Regions from separate parts of the Mus musculus genome. Here region 1 is linked to region 2. The links are chromatin contacts, called in public promoter capture Hi-C maps. All regions are on one chromosome and are shown on one strand. The core of a region is the stretch at or near the end of the contact, and the rest is flanking DNA. Distances in the headings are between cores, read along the strand shown.

The links. Promoter capture Hi-C pulls out the DNA fragments that hold promoters and counts their contacts.
Region 1: a contact with region 2 is called in a promoter capture Hi-C map of pre-B cells, with 2.9 times the contacts expected there. The contact joins the enhancer-like site here to the promoter of Ccnjl in region 2. A contact is called at or near these places in 13 of 39 promoter capture datasets (the 3T3-L1 cell line, the HPC-7 cell line, cranial neural crest and 8 more), 4 of 115 datasets of contacts at active chromatin or transcription factors (embryonic forebrain, embryonic limb bud, forebrain and 1 more) and 1 of 9 other capture datasets (embryonic stem cells).

The regions. Positions count from the first base shown.
Region 1 is chr11:44,407,151-44,413,448 of GRCm38.p6, reverse strand. It overlaps Il12b (interleukin 12b), which reads right to left. Exons shown (of 8, transcript NM_001303244.1): 3 at 5,375-5,641; 4 at 4,871-4,988; 5 at 3,100-3,317; 6 at 2,320-2,498; 7 at 807-931; 8 at 1-225. The coding sequence ends at 213. Among named protein-coding and RNA genes, the nearest start is that of Il12b, 10 kb to the right of the region's middle. Within about 2 kb of position 4,653, at least 2 of the 459 cell types and tissues checked have an H3K27ac peak or open chromatin away from gene starts, as enhancers often do. A contact at or near this core is called in pre-B cells, where this site is marked.
Region 2 is chr11:43,525,558-43,531,692 of GRCm38.p6, reverse strand. It overlaps Ccnjl (cyclin J-like), which reads right to left and starts at 2,944. Exons shown (of 6, transcript NM_001045530.2): 1 at 2,726-2,944; 2 at 2,234-2,338. The coding sequence starts at 2,296.

The DNA.
Region 1 (6,298 bases), core at 3,404-5,903, 880 kb before region 2:
GAATGCTAGAATATCTATGCATACATTAGCTCCCTGGCTCTGCGGGCATTTAACATTTACATGTAGAAATCAGCAAAGGTGTCATGATGAACTTAGGAAAACTGGAAAAAGCCAACCAAGCAGAAGACAGCTTTTGGGGGACTCTTCCATCCTGAGTTTAAATTTTTCTTCCTTAATGTCTTCCACTTTTCTTTCCTTTCCAACGTTGCATCCTAGGATCGGACCCTGTAAAGGAATGTGGGTAGGTAAGTCCATATTGGTCAGAGGTATAGCCTCAATACCCTCCTATTTCACACCACACATTATTATCCCCAGACACTGGGTCTTGAGGATTTCTGTGCGAGACAGCCCAACCCTTCCTTACAGGGCTTGGACTTCAGCTGGTCTCATGCTTGCCAGGGACTCTCTTGAGAGATTTTTCTTAAAAGGGCTTTGATTGGGATATTTCCTTATTAAAAAGACTTCAGTGGTTCCCCAGAACCCCTAAGATATGGTTCCAACTTCTGTCTACTTCCAAGTTCTCCATACTCTGACTCCTGATTTCCTCCTCCTCTGGTCCTTCTTGCCTTTCCCTGTACAAGGGTAGGACCCATGCTTGTTTTCTTTATTGTAATATCCTTGGCCTAGCATAGTGCCTGACCTAACATACACATCAAGTTAACATCTGCTGATGAACAAATGTGTTTCTGACTGGAATCCCTATGCCAGGAATTCCACCCCCACCTCCCTCACAAGCCTCCTGTTGTCCTCCACCAGGACCACTAAATGTGCAGGTGTGGTTGGGCTTCACGGTCCTGCTCACACACCTGCAGGGAACACATGCCCACTTGCTGCATGAGGAATTGTAATAGCGATCCTGAGCTTGCACGCAGACATTCCCGCCTTTGCATTGGACTTCGGTAGATGTCTTCTCTACGAGGAACGCACCTTTCTGCAAAGGAGAGGAAAATTTAAGTAAGGGCTTTAGGCAATATAAGGCAGGCTGGCATGGGCGCTCCCCTTGCACCACCTGCTGGTAGAAGCTATAATCAGAGGTGTGTGTGTGTGTGTGTGTGTGTGTGTGTGTGTGTGTGTGTGTGTGTGTATGTGTCCCACCTCTTTCCAGAGCCCAGGTTCAGGCATTACTACTCAGTTTTACAGAGGTTCTGGGGGTTAAAATTCAGGTCTTCATATTCCAGCATGATTCATCCACCACCCCACTCTCACTTTTCTATTTAGTAAACTCCAACAGAAATGGCTTGCTCCCCCTTCTGCCTCTTGAAGTAGCAGCATTACCCCAAGGTCCCATGGGTAACCACTCCCATATGAAGCTGATGTTGGGACTGAGACCAGCTTTCTTTAGCTGTCTTGACATCAAGAATTACCATGCCTGTCAGCTTACAAAAGTGACTTCAAATCCTGGCAATGCTACTAAACAGCTGTGGTGCTTCAGGAAAATATCTCTGGTTCTCTGTGTCTCTCCTTATTCATGAGTAGGTCCCAGGATGCCTGCCTCTAAGAATTGCAGCAGCTAAATACAACATTTATGTAAAAATGCGTAGAAAGCTTTTAGCAAGTAGAAAGCACTAGACATTACCTATTTAAGATTGGTATATTAAATACATACACACAGGGATGAAACTTAGGTAGCAGTTAAAATCTGTTTCAAAATAATCCCATTTTTTGCTCCTGCTTTTAGGAAGTGGTTGAATCTCTGAGCTGAATTGCTATCACATTCTCAATGCTAGGTTGGAAGAATCCTTTGCTCTGTGACTTAAATGCTCATAAAAGTGTTCCTCAAACCTAGCAAGAGATCACTGTGCTAAGGACCCGAAAGGTAGAAAGTCACCATATTAGCCCAGTAAAGGTGGACATCTTGTAAGGTGAAATGATTGCTCATATTAAGGAAGTAGAGATTATCCTTATTTGGTGGGTCCCAGCATCAATGTTTTAGCATTTACTATATTTACTCAGTTTAAACAATCATTATAGGCTCCTGGATCCCAGGTTTCTATATCATGAACAACTTTGGTTGAGGATTGACAATCGACTATACTGGAGGAATTGAAGTGGTTGAGCTAACCATCTCTTTCTCCATCAAACCATTGCTGGGTACTGGTTCTGCCACTGCTCTAGCTGGAAGAACGTGGGCAAAACATAGCCTCTCTGAGCTTTCCTGGCCTCTGTGGAGAGGTGACAGCAATACTGGCTGCCTTTGGGACTTTGTATAGGTTGTGTGTGATTCACATGGAGAGCCCTTAACACAGTTCTGGTCCTGAGGCAAGCACCTGGTTGTCAGGATCTTTCCAATGGCCCCAACATGGGCTGCATAAATCCTACCTGGTTACACCCCTCCTCTGTCTCCTTCATCTTTTCTTTCTTGCGCTGGATTCGAACAAAGAACTTGAGGGAGAAGTAGGAATGGGGAGTGCTCCAGGAGTCAGGGTACTCCCAGCTGACCTCCACCTGTGAGTTCTTCAAAGGCTTCATCTGCAAGTTCTTGGGCGGGTCTGGTTTGACTGCAGAAGAAGACAAGCATCCTTTATTATCCTGGCCAGGCTTTGGAGCTAGGACTTAGGCTCCTGAGCTTGGCTGACAGAGCCCTCCACCTTCTAGTCTCTGGAATAGCTCTTTCACTTCTCTGAGCATCAGGGCAGCACCTGTGAGGGATCTGCTGAGAGTGATCTTTCCACTCGAGGAAGTCACCATTATTGGCCATATCCTACATTTTAGAACCCTTTCTGCACTGCACAGACCGGAAGTCCCTACTGGTTGAGTCATTCTGCTTAATAGAGTCTCGTATCTGGGCTCAGCAATCAGGGAACCCTCCCTGTGCTTGGTTTCTGCTTTACACTAAGCATGTAGTTAACCCATAATCCATTAGGTGCCACCATTGGGGCAGGTCTGGGTCTGGTCTGCTGTCTGTGAGATTTGAGATCTGGAAAAAGGTTAGCTTAACCCTTTAATTTCCTCATCTGTAAGATGAAGAGGGTAGTGTCTGTATCATGCTTTTTAGGAGAATGGAAAAGAATGCAGGCCAATCCTATGCCCCAGGGTATCATGGACACGTGGCAGACATCGTCTTTGCTTCCCTAGCACCTGCTCCCAGGCAAAACTCACTGATGTCCCTGATGAAGAAGCTGGTGCTGTAGTTCTCATATTTATTCTGCTGCCGTGCTTCCAACGCCAGTTCAATGGGCAGGGTCTCCTCGGCAGTTGGGCAGGTGACATCCTCCTGGCAGGACACTGAATACTTCTCATAGTCCCTTTGGTCCAGTGTGACCTTCTCTGCAGACAGAGACGCCATTCCACATGTCACTGCCCGAGAGTCAGGGGAACTGATGGCAAAGACAGAATGAGTTCTGTATTATAGATCAGAGATAGAGTGCCTGGTGTCTACAGTCCGAGGCCAGTCTGTCCAGCTGGTTGGATTTCTCCAGTGGAATAAAACAACCAAAACCAAAACCAAACAAAAACCCCCTTGCCCTTTGCAGAGTGGAAGCTTAGCTGTAAGAGACTGAAAGTTGCATCTCTGCCTAAATGAACCTGAAAATATCGTAATGCAAGAGAAACTGCTGAATTATAAAGAATTATAACAACAAAGATGATTATAAAGAAAACATGCGTGTCGCCACAATTCTCCTTTTTACTCAAATCTGAGTCCCACATATAGACATTGTTCACAGTTTGTTACTTCTAGAGTTTTTCCAAATGAATATTTAAGATAGACATGCACACAGACATATATGTACATATGTAGTTTATCCAAAGAGTAGCACAACTTTAAAGACAAATGAAAAATATATATGCATGAGTTTGTAACGTCTTTTTCCTCTCTGAAAGTATTGTGGGGGAGTTCTCTAAACAGAACACGAAAGTTGAGTTATTTATTTCAATAGATGCACATTGATGTTCCATTTGAGCATGCTTTTGCTAATTATGCAAAATGTTCCACTGACCCTTATCCATGTACTAGTTTCTTCAGGAACACGTGCAAGATTTCTCTAGCAGGAAAATGTATCGTGCTTGTCTAATTTTTTAAAGCACATAGAGGTCTGGCATGTTTCTATATGTAAGCATCTGCATTGTACACTGGTCTCCTTTGGGGCCACCTTTACCAGATCAGAAAATTCTCATAGAAGCAACAAGGACTCTGATGTCACCCTGAACCATTATTTTCCTTAGCTAAGTTAAGTCATAGCAAATTCATGATAAAGATGGAAAAGGGAGTCGTCCCCCCCACACCCCCTGTCCCCCGTTTATTCATTTAAATAGTGGGAGAGCCAGGGCGCTCACTCCCTGCCCTCCATGTGGCTCAGGGATTTAGTTGCTGACTAAAGTCAGCTGTAGAGCAGTCTGACACACCCGCTCTGCAGCCCTGGGAGATGATGTTTTTAGGAAAAGCCCAAGTGCATTGGGGAAACTGAACTTCAGAATAACGGTTGGGGGGTGGGGGTGGGGGGGGGAAGAAGTTGAAAAGGCTCTAGGAAAATCTCGAAAGGCCTCAGAGGGTTCTGGAATCTGTTCCAGGGCTTCCAACAGCAAGGCCCTGGAGCACTCAATTCTGCTTTTGACACAAGGTCGAGCTCTGGCCAGTTATTTGTAGCTGTGGCTTCTTTTTAATTCCTCCCCATGGTGCTGTGAGCCTTAATGAAGCACGGCCAGGCAATTCGGATGAGTGAATTCAAACTACCCAGCCAACTAGTCTCAGAGGGCTGGCTTAAAGCTCCATGCTATTTCCTTAGGCGAGCAGAGGGAAGTTGAAAAAAAAAATACAGAATTGACTTTGCTGTTCCATTACCAGTCACTGATAATCCATGGGCAGTTTGTACTTCTTTTTGTTATGAAGTAGATCACACAAAACCTTGAGAAATCATGGCAGCTCCCTTACCTGCTACTGCTCTTGATGTTGAACTTCAAGTCCATGTTTCTTTGCACCAGCCATGAGCACGTGAACCGTCCGGAGTAATTTGGTGCTTCACACTTCAGGAAAGTCTTGTTTTTGAAATCTGCATTTGAAAAGAAAAGAAAAATTAAATATTTAGGAGTTTTCTTTTAATAAAGAAATTTGTTTTTGTTATTTTTTATTTTTATTTTATTTATTTATTTCTTTTTTACTGTGGATGGATCACTGGCCATTACATGGTACAAGGGTGAGATTTTTTTTTTTTTTTTTTTGAGACAAGGTCTCTGGATGTTATTGGCTAACCAAGAAAGCTTATTGGTAAGCTATGGGCCAATGAGAGTTCCTGTTTCAAAGGAAATGAGAAACATTTCTGAGCCTCAGTGCACGCGCACGCGCACGCGCACACACACACACACACACACACACTTGCAATTATTACTTTTTAAGGAGGGGTAGAAGAAAAGATACTGTCAAGGGGGATGGAATTACTTTTTAAAATTTCAGTGGACCAAATTCCATTTTCCTTCTTGTGGAGCAGCAGATGTGAGTGGCTCAGAGTCTCGCCTCCTTTGTGGCAGGTGTACTGGCCAGCATCTAGAAACTCTTTGACAGTGATGGTCAGGGTCTTTCCAGAGCCTATGACTCCATGTCTCTGGTCTGAGGTCCAGGTGATGTCATCTTCTTCAGGCGTGTCACAGGTGAGGTTCACTGTTTCTCCAGGGGCATCGGGAGTCCAGTCCACCTCTACAACATAAACTGGAGAGCACCAGCAGTGAGGACCTGGACCAGGAGCCTCACAAACCCCGGGAACTGGGTTTCACTCAGTGTCTTGACACACCCATGGCCCTTGGAACGTCATAGCTCACAGGAGTTTGGCAAGTGCTTGCTGAGAGATCTCAGGGCATGGGGACAGAACAGAGAAACAGTTCTATAGCTGCCACCGAGTCATTTAACTGGCAGGTGGCCAGTAATAATCGGTCTCTGATTAGGAAGGGAAGACCTTGAAACAAGAAAAGATGCAAACAGCACAAGATTCCTTGTCAGAAGCCACTAGTGTGTGTGTGTGTGTGTGTGTGTGTGTGTGTGTGTGTGTGTGTGTTGGGAATGGAGATGAGGGGGAGTAAGCTTCCAGTTGTAATTCACAGGGAATACACAGGGCAGAGTATTGAGCAGAATAACATAGTGGCTTAAAGCATAGGTGTGGAGAAAGAAAGATGCAGAAATCCTATCTTCTCTAATTGCAAAGGAGATTTTGAGCAAGGTCCTGAACCACCAGTAGCCCCAGAGTCCTCACAAAATGGTAAGAACAATATTGTCTATGCTAATAGGATTAGCTGTGAGGATAGATGGTAAAAAAGCATGCACCTTAGCACAGCTAAGGTTACGGCAGGATAACCCTGTGCTAGCTTTTTA
Region 2 (6,135 bases), core at 1,695-4,194:
ACACATTATTAGAGTTGATGTTTAATTTAAAAAAAATTATCCTGTCTGGGAAAGACAAAAGGCCAGCCCTTGCTCCTCAAAGACAGGAGATCAGCGGGGTACCAGCCCCTTTATCATGTATGCTCACTCAAAACTCCACCAAGCTAAACATTCTTAAACATCTTTGAAGAGGGAGAAAAATGCAGCAAGAATACAGCAGATAGTTTTTGAAGGAAGTGCGACATTGTAACTAAAAGGACTTGAGATTTGACCCTAAGGTCAGCTTCGAGCCTGGAGTGTCTCAGGGAAGTAACTCTGGAGTTACATTGTTTCCACAAAGCCTCTTCCTCCCTTCATGCCCTAAGGTACATGCAGAAATGACAACCACTTAGCTACCTTAAATCAGGGAAGCATGCTCTCCAGTGGCCCTCATTACCTGCGTTCAGCCAATACTTCTAGAAAGGGCTAAGAATACACTGTTTCACGTACTACCGTACAGCCTCTGTCTCTGCCTTCTGGCCTGGCACTTCTGACCCTCAGGCCTCTGAGAGCTTAGTTAAACTCCCATGCCCTGCTTTTGCAAAGAACTACCAGGACCCAATTTTGTCTCCAGATCCCCAGACTGGAACATTCTGTTCTGGACAGAGCAAAGGAACACGGGAAAGCAATGCCAGAGACATGTCAGCAGGTAGAGGAAAAGAGGAAAAAATAAATAAATAAAATAAAGCATTTGTGTGACTAGAAGAGATTCACTCCCTAATGAGTCAAGTCCCCCTCTCTCACCTCACCTGAATCTGGAGACTCTATAACAGGTCTGCCACAGACACTGAGTATGTTTTGCTGAAAGTGGGAGCCCAGTTCTACAGAGATCTACGGGCCCCAATAAGACAACTTCTGACCTACACTGGCCTGACAAACCAGTCGAGACTACCTCTCCCCTAAATTCATGTCCGTCTAGAACCTGAGAATGTGACCTTACTTGAAAGTCATATCCTTTCAGATGTACCAGTTAAAGTACAGTTACACCCTACTCGGGTAGGGTGGGCTCCTACGAGGAAACAGACACAGACTCTCAGACAGGAGATGACACAGAGGCAGTAAGTTAAGAGCATTCAGAGAGCTGAGGCAATTGAACCATGAATTTAAGGACTGCTTGGACTATACAGTACCTATACAGCTAGCCTGGGCTCCATAACAAGACCCTGTCTCAAAAGCAAACGGATCTTCTGTATCCTTCCAACATCCTGAAATCGGATGCCCACCAGCCTCTAGTACTTTGTTACAGTAGCTCTGCTTCCATTCACACCAAGTCTCCAAACAATCCTTCCCAGCCCAGGTACAGGAAGAAAGAGGCAAAGCCTTCATTCAGTCCTCTGGGTTTTCCCAGTTTCCCAGTGGCCAACAGCAGCCTCAGCAACAGGAGGTGAACTGAGAGGGGGATCAAGTTTCAGCCAGCCCACCTTCTACCACAGGAGGCCAACTGGCAGGGGAGTTTGTGTTTTCTCCCTTAGCTTTCTAGTCTGCAACCTCTTTCGGTTAAGGCTAGTGTGTCTTTTCTTTCTCTCGTTTTGAGACAAAGTGTCCCACTGTGTAGCCCTGTGCTTCCTGGAGCTCCTCCTGACGCTTCAGTTGACCTTGAACTTGTGGAGATCCTTCTGCTGTCTCCACAGTGCTAGGACTGCCCCCAGGCCAGACTTTTAAATTTCATTCAGTTCCTGCCTTAACAATGAATTCCCACCATCTACCTAATATTTCTTTACACCGAACTGTAACTTTACTACGTTTGCATAGATTTATTTAGGCATCTGCTTTACCACTGAGCTATGCACTAGTCTAGTAATTATATTTTAAAAGAAATTGCTACAACATCATTACAATGATAGGGAAAATCAGCATTATGTATAGTAGGTGGTATTATGTGTCTTTGAATTACACACTGTAATGGATACACAGTATTTTTTTTTTAATCCATTCTTGTACCATGTAAAGTAACCTCGGGAGGAAATCCAATGGGATACGAACTATTCTTCATTTAGGTGGCTGGTGAAAAACCGACTTCAAGTTCTTGGATCTCCAGGTCCTTTGCCTGGAAGAAGACCACACTCCCCATGAAGGTAAAAGAGCAGGCGCACAAATAAAAGGGCACCAAGAGTGCTGAGTTCCCATGCGGGGCATCCTGAAGACACCCACAGGAGACCGAAAGTGACTTTAAATACCCAGTCCTTGCGAGTGACAAGGGCGGGGAGGAACTGACCTTCTCGCGCAGAGTGCAGTGTACGTCCGAGGCGACGCGCCCTTCCCACCACGGCTCATCCATCACCGCCGCAGTTATGAAGCTACCGGGATCTCGGGGCGCACCCTGCGAGGACACCAGGAGCTTCAGCGATCGGAGACTCTTCCTTCACCCTGCCCTCAGTGACCCTGATCCTCCTCGGTCCCTGTCCCAGTCCGGGACGGGCGCCCCCTCCTGCCCTGCACCGTGGAGCTGGCTGTCGCCCGCTGTCCTGAAGAGCCAGCAGTGTCCCCGCTCCCCTCCCTCCGCCCGCCCAACCTGGGGCTATCTGGAACTGTGTGCAACAACTTGCAGAATATCCAATGTGCCCCTCTGCAAAAGTTGCAAAGTTGCGGGCTGTAGTAGCTCTCCCAGGGCTGGCTGGGTCACTGGCTCAGAGTCCCCAACTCCTCCCCCGCCGCCTAGCCTTTGTCCTGCTCGCACATCCTGCCCTCGAGCCGGGGCCAGACTCACGCATCGCTGTCCCGGCGTGGGGGGCCGCGGGTGGTGGGTCCCTTCCCGCACCGGGTACGTAGTGCCCTCCGATGGCCGCCCGGTCCCTGGCCTCGCGTGCTCGCGACCGCTGCCTCTGCAGCCCGTCCCGCCCGGCCACCGGCGCGCCCCTGCGTGCGCTCGGTCCCGCCGCGGCTCGCAGTTCGGGCCGCCGGGGGCCTCCCTCCCTCGCTCGGGGAATTGGGGGCCGGGCCTCGCGCATGCGCCGCCAGCACCCCGCGCCCCGCGGGGCGGGGGGCTGGGAATGGCAGTCTTTCTTTCCCCGGCGCTGAGCTGCGCTTCCTGCCCACCCTCCTCCCTCGCCCGGGCAGAAAGCTAGGCTTCACCTTCCCTGGGACTCTGGGGGCGATCCCCAGTGACCCTGCCCCCTTGATCCTGGAGCGCGGGGGACGCGGCGCCACCTGCGTGTGCCGCGCGTGGATCCAGCGGCCAGGACGCCCCCAGAAAGTTCTGACTTCCGCATGCGCTGCTCCTGCCAACCTGCAGACGCTTCCACCTGTCTTTCTTTCTTTTTCAGCCTGCCCTGCGATGGGGAGGTAGATTTTCAAACAATTCCCACAGGAGCCCCAGAGAAGACACCCTTGGATACGCACGAGTTCCTCTTTATAAAGAGGGCTCAGTGAGTATCTTATTGTACTCTTAAGCGTGCATCCATGCTGAGCATTGCAGGGAAACAGTCCTTGTGGCAGGTTGCGGGATAGAAAGCCCTTTTAATTTACTTGTTTTCAGAAAGGCATTTTCTGGAGCCTGCAGTATAATGGCATAACATCCTGCTGTGCTGATTTTTGTGAGCCCTTTGGTGATCCCACTAACTTAAAATCAAGTCCACCAACTACCTGGGTGTTTTTGTTCACCCAGTGTCTTAACCACTTAGAGCTTGGCTTTAGGTAATAGAGGGATACAAACTACAATAATCTGCTGGGGATACATTATGATTAAATGAGAAAGGACACGAAAGAGGATTACCACTAGGCCCGTTAGAAAGTCACCAGTCAATAAATAATTACACGAAAAAGACTTTAGTTTCTGCCTAGTTTTCTACAAGATAGATATTTGTTGTGGTTTGAGACATGGTTTTTCTGTGTAGCCCCAGCTGTCCTGGGACTTGCTCTGTAGACCAGGCTGGCCTTGAACTTGGCGATCTGAGGGAGGTCTTGTAGGACTACAGAGTCCTGTGAGCTGGGACTAAAGGTGTGTGCCACCATCATCAAGCCGCAAGTAAAATTTTACGGGTTAAAAATACAATTTAGTTTTGAAAGGCTACTATAGTACTGCATACCTGCGACATTAGCACTCAGAAGGCTGTCTGTAGCTTAAGGGTTAGGAGTTCAAGGGCAGCCTGAGTTACACAGAAGTTTGAACCCTGTCTAGGCTGAGGGTTTTTTGTTTTGTTTTGTTTTGTTTTTCTATGTTTTTTTTTTTAGCTTTGATGAACTTGTACTGAAAAGAAGTTTTAGCATTTATGAGCCCTCATAAAAATTTAAAAAATACCTGAGATTAAACAAATGTGATATATATGCAATCATGTATGCATATCTTTAGATCAATGTGACCTAAGACCTTCATGAAGAATCAGATGCAAAGCATGGACAGGCAGGCCATCAAAGAAAAAAAAATCTCATGCCCTATTCACTAACAAACAGATACAAACAGATACACAAGTAGATACACAGATACACAAACAGATACATAGATACAAACAGATAACAAACAGATACAAACTACAATTTTAAAAGCTGGAGCAGATCTTTATCAAAGATGTTTTTAGTGTTTGTTAATGTTTTCGGTTGGCATACAAGGTAATGGGTTCCTTTGTGGCATTTCGCACCTATGTGTCCTCATAGTTTGTTCTCAGTCATCATCTCTCCCCTACTGCCAAGGGACTCCTAAGGTGGGTAAATATACAACCTTCTTGGGAATGCAAATGCCATCTTTCTGAAAAACAACATAAATCAACAAGTTTCAAAGTATCATTGCATCCAACTACTCCACCTCCTAGAGTTTGAGGTCAGGTTGGTATCCATAGTGAGTTCTAGGCCAGCCAAGGCTTGCACAATGAGACCTCATCTCAAAAAAGAAAACTCGGACCGCCCCCCCCCACACACACACATCACCACGTGGGCAGTGGCCACACACACACACACACACACACACACACACACACACACACACCACGTGGGCAGTGGAATTGGATAAGGATGATCTTCTTATGACGTTTTTTGAGAGGAATGAATATGTAATGAGTTGGGGGTAGGGTAGCAGTCACAATATTGTAAGTAAGCAGGAGATGAGAAGAGGGTTTTACTCTTTCCAAGCATCTTTATTCACACACAAAAGAAATTGAAAAATAACCATAAAAGCATTGACTATAATCAGAGTGATAATTATGGGGGGAGCAAGGAAAAGGAAGGGAAGGGGAAGGAGGGAGGGAGAGAGGGAGGGAGGGAGAGAGGGAGGGAGGGAGAGAGGGAGGGAGGGAGGGAGGGAGGGAACGGAAGGAGTTGGTGCCAGCTATTGAACCTAGGGACTGGCACATCCCAGGCAAGCATTCTTTGCCTCCCAGTTTCATCTTCAGTCCTGGAAATCTTTAATTTACCCCCTGCCAGTAGACCCGTGTTTTCTAAATCTCCTACAACAAACATATATTGCTTTCATAACTAGAAAAAAAAGGGGGGGTGGTGAATGTTATTTTCAGTACCCAAGTGCTACATTTGCTGGGGAGGCCCGTCTTGAGCAATGAACGCCTTACAGTATTGTTTGTGTTTTGCTAATTTAAAGGGAAAAAAACCATTATTTCTTTTGCAATAATCTCCCTATTCTGGCTATATGGAAAAAGGAAATGCCTTGATCCTTCACTAGTTTATTGTCTCCCCTTCCCTAAACATCAGCTATGAGTTTATCAAGGAAGCCGATAACAGAAGGAGAAACACACACTTTGGGCTTTTCTCTAGGAGCTGTTTTAAGAGGAGTCTAAACACACTCACCCAGCCCTCTTTTGTGTATCCTCGGGGCTCCCTCATTTTCCTGCTATCTCTGAAGAACAAAAACACATTGCACCAATAAACTGATGCTTTTAGAGGCTGGTGGCTGCCCGCAGGTGCCCTCAGCAGTGGCGATTTCCTGTGCTGGCAGCTGGGAGAGAGTGTATCGAGGCTTACTTCTCCCAGTCCAGTCCGGCGAAGAGGTTTTGATCATTCAAAAAAGTAAATTCTTACTAAGTGCTTATTAGGACCAATGACTGCTCTTCCACCCTCTGCCCCAAGCGCTGGCAGTTTAAGGAAACAGAAGTTTGAGGCAAAAACATTCTAGCTACCTTCAAATTTAACCACGTATAAAGTGAAAAGAAAAGAAAACTCTGCCCATTCCAATTT